Linked DNA regions of Macaca mulatta: region 2 is linked to region 1. A link is a contact called in public Hi-C data. All regions are on one chromosome and are shown on one strand. The core of a region is the stretch at or near the end of the contact, and the rest is flanking DNA. Distances in the headings are between cores, read along the strand shown. Region 1 overlaps TEAD1 (TEA domain transcription factor 1). Region 2 overlaps MICAL2 (microtubule associated monooxygenase, calponin and LIM domain containing 2).

Region 1 (4,248 bases), core at 434-2,933:
AAATTTGGGCATACAGTACTTAAAATTTAACATCCAACATTAACCACATTAATTTGATAAGGAAGCAAACAAAGTGACCAATAATTAAAGGGCCCTAAACAAGTTAAACTTTGCATTTGGATTCTCTAGATCTTTGTTACAGACAGACATGTACATAGGTTTCCCCCTACTTCCATGTAATGGCTTAGGCTCATTAGACCCAAGGGGTTATAAAGTATTTTTAGTAGAGAAGAGAACTGATAGGTATTGCTGGCAAAAAAAGAAACTATGTAGCCAGGTTCCATGCTATTTGTCATTAGTGACTTCTTTCATGTTTACTGAGCTCTGTGAGGTAGGTTATTCTATTCCTTTCTATGGAAGAGGCTTAGAGAGATGCTGCCTTATAATAGCCAGCTTTGCACCCCAGCCTGCCTGTACCATCTCTTAAGAGAAGATAAGACATGATTCCTGGCCGGGTGCGATGGCTTATGCCTGTAATCCCAGCACTTTGGGAGGCCAAGGTGGGTGGATCACTTGAGGTCAGAAGTTTAAGACCAGCCTGGCCAACATGGTGAAACCCTATCTCTACTAAAAATACAAAAATTGGCTGGGCATGGTGGAGGGTACCTATAATCCCAGCTACTCGGGAGTCTGAGGCAGGAGAATCGCTTGAACTCAAAAGGCGGAGGTTGCAGTGAGCTGAGATTGCGCCACTGCACTCCAGCCTGGGTGACAAGAGTGAAACTCCGTCTCAAAAAAAGACATGGTTGCACACTTTGGTACCAGCAAAGCCAAGAGAAGAACCTTAGTTTGTCTCCTCTTTAGTCTGAAGTGGCCTTAGAACCAGCGTTTTCTGAAATTTACTTGTTGGCTCACCACATATGTCACCCTTGCCAACACTGAAGACTTCTTCACAACCCCTCCACTCCTAGCAATAGTGATGGCCAACATTTACTAAATATTTTCTGTGTGCCAACACTATGCATTATCTTATGTAATCCTTATGAAGTAGCTTGCCCAGTGTTAGACAGTCAACTGACATGGGAAATAGGATTTAGATCCAGGTCTCCACATCCTGAGATTGTGACCAAAAGGCTGTACGGTCCATTTGTATCTGATGAGTAGTCTGTTTTTGTAGTCCAGGGCTATAAGGAGCCAATGGGAGAATAATTAGGGGGATGATCGCCCCCTGCTGGCTCCGTGTTGTGTGTAAACCAGACAGCAGCTTCCCCAAGTTGGTGGTGGTTTATGTTGGAGGAGAACCAGCGAATCAGTCCCTCTGTTACCTTTGGCTCTACTAGAAGCTAAGAGAAAAACAGCAGAGGGTGAAGAAAGGAAGGCAGAGTGTAAAAAACAGAGACTATTTGAGTTGGAAATACACTTTCTACATGATTTCAGTGTTGCATATCAAAGGACCTCAAGTGTTAAGTGTGATATCCTCCACCCAGGGTGGGCTATTTAAAAGGGGCCTCCCTGAAATCAGGGTCCAGTTTCTGGAGGCCAAGTTAGGTAGATGAAAACCTGGCCTGGCTGAGCTGTCAGCTAAATCCTGAAAGTACATAGGGAGTGGTTTTCCTGATAAAGCCTGGAGTGATTCCTCCACCTCAATTCTGGGGCACGGTGGGTTCCTCCAGCCCTCCACAGGGCAGCAGCTGGCAAAGCCCTGCCTGCTCAAACTGCCCGGGCACCAGGCTATGTGTCTCCTGTCTGTTTTGGTCTGGATGCCACAGTGAGCAGGAGCCAGGAAGGGAGCACAGAAGGGATTTACTTAGGCGGAGTTACACAACCAGAGGAGGGAAGAGTTGGGGGTGGAGAACGAGGCAAAGAGATTGTTCTCTTTCGATTTTGAGGAAGCACTCACTGCCTTGCAGAAGAGAAGTTCCGTGACACAGTACAGGAACAAACCCAATCAGGGAAGGCACACATTCGCTCAACATATGAAACTGATTTATTTTTATTTTTATTGTTTTAATTGAGACAGGGTCTCACTGCATTGCTCAGGCTTGAATGTAGTGGCACAATCACAGCTGACTGCAGCCTCGACCTCCCAGGCTCAAGGGATCGTCCCATCTCAGCCTCCCAAGTAGCTGGGACTATAGGCATGCGCCACCACGCCCAGCTGATTTCTGTATTTTTAGTAGAGATGGGGTTTTACCATGTTGCCCAAGCTGGTCTTGAACTCCTGGGCTCAAGCGATCCACCCACGTCAGCCTCCCAAAGTGCTGGGATTACAGGTGTGAGCCACCATACCCAACCAAGAAACTTATTTATATATTATGTCAATAATGATCACCAGCATTTATGAGCTCTGTTTTAGTATGCTGAGCATTATGTCCAGTCTATACATAAAGGAACCGTAGCTCAGAAACGCTAAATAAAGTTATCAAGATCTATCTCCAAGAACAGTGACTGTGCCAAGGTTTACCACCACTCTGTATTCTTAACCACATCACTGTACTTTTGAAGAAATAAAGACAAAGTTCGAAAGTTAAAAATAGCTGTCTGTAAAGTAGGAGCTCCCCAAGCAAGGCCAGACCTCTGAGGGCCTTCCACACTGGGTAGATGGTTACTCTGGGTTTCCTCTGAGTTCCTTTTCCAACCCATAGAAAATTGTCTTCCACAAAACCAGTCTCTGGTGCCAAAAAGGCTGGGGACCGCTGCTTTAGAGCCTATCTTTCATCATGCTCTAGTTGCAGCAAAGAGGTGACTGATACTAGAATTCTTAGCAGCTGTTTGAGATTTGGGGCAAATTACCTCACAGCTCAGCCTCAGTTTCCAGTCTGTCTTAAGTGGACATAACAGGATCGCTGCCACGCTCACTGTGATAATTACATTTAGTAATATCTCTGAACATACTGAGCACTCCACAAATGCTTCTGAACCTGAATGTCTTACAGTAATGTGAAAGGAAATTGAGCCAGAGATCTGGACAGGGATCAAGCTTGCGAGAATGTGCTCACTAGGTGCTTTGGACTCTACTGAAATTCTAACAGGAGTCAATATTTTTCAATTACTTTTGAGAAGGAGTCTTGCTCTGTCACCCAGGCTGGAGTGCAGTGGCGCAACCATGACTCACTGCAACCTCCACCTCTCGGGTTCAAGCAATTCCCCTGCCTCAGCCTCCCAAGTAGCTGGGATTACAGGCGTGAGGCACCATGCCTGGCTAATTTTTGAACTTTTAGTAGAGACAAGGTTTTGTCATATTGTCCAGACTGGTCTCAAACTCCTGACCTCAAGTGATTTGCCTGCCTCAGCCTCCCAAAGTGCTGGGATTACAGGTGTGAACCACCATGCACGGCCTCAGTTAATTTTTAAAATCAATTAAACTTTTCATAGAGGTAGTAAATTTATGTGGTCAAAAAATCTCCAAGCATAAGAGAATGGAAGGGAGACGTCTCTTCCTTCTCATTCCTATCCTACCCTTAAGTAGATAGCCACTGTTACTATTCTCTTATGAGGCTTTGTAGATTTTAATGCACATACAGTCTAAGATGAATATGTATTCTCCTACCTCACCCTGCTTTTTAAAGCGAGGATGTGATCTGATTTGTGCTTCAGGAGAGAGCCAGGGCTGGAGGAAACTGTACTGTTGGCCAGCTGGTGGCTGATGAGGACCAAACCAGGGCAGGGACCGTGGCTGAGGAAATGGCAGAGGGGAGAGATGTTACGGAGATAAAATTAAAAAGCCTTGTGGATTAATGAGCTGTGAGAAGAGGAGGATAAATGGTAATGACTGGGTGTTTGAGACCAAGGATGCCGATATAATTTCAAGAGTCCTGCAACAGAGTAGGAAGCAGGACTGCTAAGAACTGACTTGGTAATAACGCTTTTGCCTTTCATTCTCAAAATAAGCTTGTTGAAATATGTATTGGAGACAGGAAAGCTCAGAGAGTTTAAGTAACTTCACCTGGGACCTGGCTAATAGATGGCAGGGTTGACTATTTGAACTTTGTCTGAATTTCACAGTGTATGAGAAAGTGACACCCCATTATCTGGAAAACGGAAAATGGGAAGGGCAGGGATGGTTCTCCATCCACAGATGGACATTTCATTTGGGCTCCAGGAGAGGAGAGAGTTCCTGAAGGGGCACTGGGCTTAGTGATGGCAGCCCCCTCAGCCAGAAGGAAGTGAGTGTTGCTGCCTGGTGTCCTGGCCCTTACCTTTATTTCTAAGGGGCTGGACCTCCTGGATGTGGAGGTGGGAGTTAGCAGTCTTCATAGTCAGAGGGAGCCCAAGATCTCCCCTCTGGGGGACTGGCAGGCCTGTGGT
Region 2 (4,363 bases), core at 165-2,664, 560 kb before region 1:
TGATGAGGACACAGGAACAATTGAAGAGCCAGTTGACAGTGGACCCAGGCAGAGGGTGAGAGGAAGAAAGGGCTGGAGAACTGGGCCATTCTATTCACAGCCAGTGGCTGCTTGCCTTTTGGCTGCACCATTGCAGCTGCATCCTGGTTCCTAACTGGTCATGAGAGTCCCCTGAAAGGGTTTTCCATGCACCAGCAGCTATGGGACCAGATGGAGATGTGGATAAGCAAACCATCGCATAGGTACCAGGTGTTCGTGTCTTCCCAAGAAGTGCAGATGATCCACACAGCCACATGACCTTTTCATGTACATGAAGCCAAAAAAAAAAAGTATTATTTATGAGTTTCTGTTAACTTCACGTTAAGTTACAAAATAAAGTTTAGCCATGTATAATCAAGGCAGGGGTTATACTCTAGCTGAATTCTAAAGGTGAACAGAAAATAATCCATGCTGAACTATAGAACTAGATGTTGGAAGAAATGGCAAGGTTGGAGTAACAACGGTACAGTTTACTGAGTGTTTACTATGTGCCGAGCACAATGCTAAGCATTTGATAGGCATCAGCTCATTTAATCCAATTTATAAGGTAGTACTATCATCACCATCCCCATTTTCCACAGGAGGAAACTCAGGCAGAGAGATGTGAGGTTATGTGCCCAAAGTCACATGTTTGTAAGTGGCAGAGCAAAGTCTGATTGACTTCAAAGCCCATGCTTCTTTCACTTTGCTCTATTGCATTTATAGCGAGGGGCAATGCTGCCTTCATCAGGACCCACAGGAAGGAATCTGATGGGGAGGGGGCAGGGAGCTGATGGAAATCATAGAGGAACCTCTTGGTGCATGGTTGGAGTGGAGAGCAAGGCTAAACTGGGCACAGTCACCCTGAACCCAACACTTTGGGAAGGCAGATTCCTGGAAGCTTGCACTTGATTCCACATCCAAAGATCCCCCAAAGTGTGTTTGACTACTGAAGAAAGGAAGACACTGAAAAATAGGCTGGGCACCGTGGTTCACACCTGTAATCCCAGCACTTTAGGAGGTCGAGGCGAGTGGATCACCTGAGGTCAGGAGTTCGAGACCAGCCTGGCCAATATGGTGAAACCCTATCTCTACTAAAAATACAAAAATTAGCCAGGCATGGTGGCAGGTACTTGTAATTTCAGCTACTCAGGAGGCTGAGGCAGGAGAATTGTTTGAACCCAGGAGGCAGATGTTGCAGTTAGCCGAGATCATGCCATTGCACACAAGCCTGGGCAACAAGAGCTTCATTCCATTAAAAAAAAAAAAAAAAAAAAAAAAAAAAAAGAACTGTAGCCAACAAAATTACAAGTTATTCCACTGAAAAAATAATTAAATTGAGTGATTCTGTTCAACCTGTGTTTGTCAAGTACAGTGTCAAGGGGAATCACTGTGGCAGCACAGAGACTCTCTAACAGGCCAGATTTTAGGACACAAAAGATTGAGAAAAGGATACGTAATCCTGGATAAAAGTCTAGCTAGAACCTGTGGGTATAATGCAGCAAAGAGGCTGAATCTGAAAAACAACAACAAAAAAATGCTCTAAAGACAGCAAAATAGTGTCTTGAAAGCTGCTGCTTTTGGATTGAGAACAAGGAAGGATAGGCCCAGTGTGTGTGGCAGATGGTATAATGTTAGATGATGAGGAAAGGCAGAATTCTCAGCTCTCAGCTTTTCTGTTTTCTCTATCAAGGGAAAACGATCTTCAATCTAGAAACATTAAATATCTAGAAGGGACTGAATATAGATAGGTGGAAAAAATGAGAGAGTTGTAAGCCCAGGTGAAAGATGGAACATAGAATAGTGTCTTGCATGTAGCGTTACTCAATCAGAAGTTGCTCAGTTAAGCCCCTGTTTTAGAAATATCTTGCACATTGACCGGGCGCGATTGCTCACACCTGTAATCCCAGCACTGTGGGAGGCTGAGGTGGGTGGATCACTTGAGCCCAGGAGTTCAAGACCGGCCTGGGCAACGTGGCGAAACCCCATCTCTACTAAAAACACAAAAATTAGTCCGGCATGGTGGCACATGCCTGTAATCCCAGCTACTCAGGAGGCTGAGACAGGAGACTCTCTTAAACCTGGGAGACAGGGGTTGCAGTGAGCAGAGATCACACCACTGCACTCCAGCCCGGGTGACAGGGTGAGATTCGTTCTCAAAACAAAACAAAACAAAACAAAAGGAATAGCTTGTACGTATGACCTCAGTCTTTGAAAACTCATGGAGAATTTTGGAACCAAAAGACTAAAGGTTTTGGAGCATATTTTCCACTTTTCATATGGCAAAGAAACATGAATTATGACCCTTGTCAAAATTCTAGAAACAATTATTATTATTATTATTTTGAGATGGAGTTTTGCTCCTGTTGCCCAGGCTGGAGTGCAATGATGCAATCTCGGCTCACTGCAACCTCCACCTCCCAATTTCAAGCGATTCTCCTGTCTCAGCCGCTGAGTAGCTGGGATTACAGGTGCCTACCACCATGCCAAGCTAATTTTTGGTATTTTCAGTAGAGACGCAGTTTCACCATGTTGGCCAAGCTGGTCTTGAACTCCTGACCCCAGATGATCCCCTCACCTCGGCCTCCCAAAGTGCTGGGATTATAGGCGTGAGCTACCACGCCCAGCCTAGAAACAATTATTAAAGAAATTGTGGGCCAGGCACGATGTCTGATCACAAGGCAGGAGATCGAGACCATCCTGGCTAACATGGTGAAACCCCGTCTCTACTAAAAAAAAAAAAAATACAAAAAAATTAGCTGGGCGTGGTGGTGGGCACCTGTAGTCCCAGCTACTTGGGAGGCTGAGGCAGGAGAATGGCGTGAACCTGGGAGGCGGAGCTTGCAGTGAGCCAAGATTGCACCACTGTACTCCAGCCTGGGCAACAGAGCTAGACTCCATCTCAAAAAAAAAAAAAAAGAAAGAAAGAAAAGAAATTGTGAGTATTTAGAAAGAATTTTGAGATTACTAGGAACCACTAGTGTTTATTGAGAAGCTGTGAAAAACAAATGTCATTTCTTTTTCTGGGTGGAGATGCAAGGTTTGTAGTGCCAATGAACGTGACAGACATTGTGGAACTTCAGTTCAGGAAATTATTTTGACCTTGGTCATCTCTCTAACAGCCTCATAGACAAGATACAGCAATGTGGGCTGGATGATACCAGTTTGGTGCATATAGAGTCAGCTTCATCCAAAGGCTGAGAAAGGTCCCTAATGATGGGCCAGATGGCTGTCTTCCATGTCCAGTTCCATCTGACATTTTGCTTTCTAATATCACATAAATGTACAGGATGCCCATTTATCAATTCTGCAGAAATCTCAGAGTTAGGAGAAATGTATCAGCTGGATAAAATATTCAAAAGATATCTCCATAATGGGCCAAATAAATAAGGTGATATTTAACAAGATGCATATAAAGTCTTGAATTGGGTTATGAAAAAGATCAGTTGCACAAGTAGGAGATGAAGGTATCAGACTTAACTACCACCATTGTGGAAAAGCCAGAGTTCATTTACTGGTAAATAAGAGCCCCAGTGAAAATGCTGCTAAAAAGACTTCTCAATCTCTGGGCATAGGATGAAGGTGTGAGAGGGTCTCTCTATTTTGGGTTGTTTATATATTGTTTAATTCTAGACTGTCTTTAAGATATATCTTGGAAAATTAGAGTGTAAGCAGAATGGGCATCCTTCCTATGACAAAATGACAGACGATCTGGAGGCACTGTGAAAAGAGCAAACTTCAGTCAATTGAGACGTGTCCTCAAATATCTAAAGGTCTGTCATGTAAAATATACAGTGACTGTTTTCCATCCTCCTCCAGGGAGAAAAACTGGAATCAATGGCTAGCTGTCAACCCATTGAAGGCCAATAGAAAGTTTTCAGGACTTAAAAGTACACAGCCCTGCAGTAGACTTCCTGAACAGAAGGGAGCTCCCTCATCCCATGGATAATTATAGAGCAGTCACCTGTCAGGGAGGAATGGAGGGAATTCCTGCATTGGCTCATGGCTGGACCAGATGACCCCGGAGGGTTCTTCTACCATGTATATTGTATGATTTCAGTAGTGACAGTTCCCATTTATTGAGCTTATACTATGTGCCAGGACTGGGATAAGGGCTTTGTGTGCATAATCCCACTGCAGCTGCATGGCAGATAAAAAGACTGAGGCTTAGGAAGTCTATGATAATCACTCAAGCCCACAAAATGGGAAGTAGAGGAGTGGCATTTTGATCCCAAGTCTGAGTTCAAAGTGTGCATTCTTAACTTCTATATTCTATGTGATCTCTGGCATACATACTTCATTCTTTCATCCAACAACAAATGTCTGTGAATGCCTTGTTCTTTCC

The links. Hi-C and Micro-C count contacts between places; a contact is called where the count stands out from the background.
Region 2: a contact with region 1 is called in a Hi-C map of fetal cortical plate, with 4 times the contacts expected there. The contact joins two enhancer-like sites. A contact is called at or near these places in 5 of 14 Hi-C or Micro-C datasets (cortical neurons, fetal cortex germinal zone, fetal cortical plate and 2 more).

What each region holds. Positions count from the first base shown.
Region 1 is chr14:52,566,161-52,570,408 of T2T-MMU8v2.0, reverse strand. The region is part of intron 9 of TEAD1 (TEA domain transcription factor 1); the gene reads left to right. Among named protein-coding and RNA genes, the nearest start is that of RASSF10, 120 kb to the right of the region's middle. Within about 2 kb of position 1,683, at least 3 of the 40 cell types and tissues checked have an H3K27ac peak or open chromatin away from gene starts, as enhancers often do.
Region 2 is chr14:53,122,367-53,126,729 of T2T-MMU8v2.0, reverse strand. All of the region lies in intron 27 of MICAL2 (microtubule associated monooxygenase, calponin and LIM domain containing 2), which reads left to right. Among named protein-coding and RNA genes, the nearest start is that of PARVA, 34 kb to the right of the region's middle. Within about 2 kb of position 1,414, at least 2 of the 40 cell types and tissues checked have an H3K27ac peak or open chromatin away from gene starts, as enhancers often do.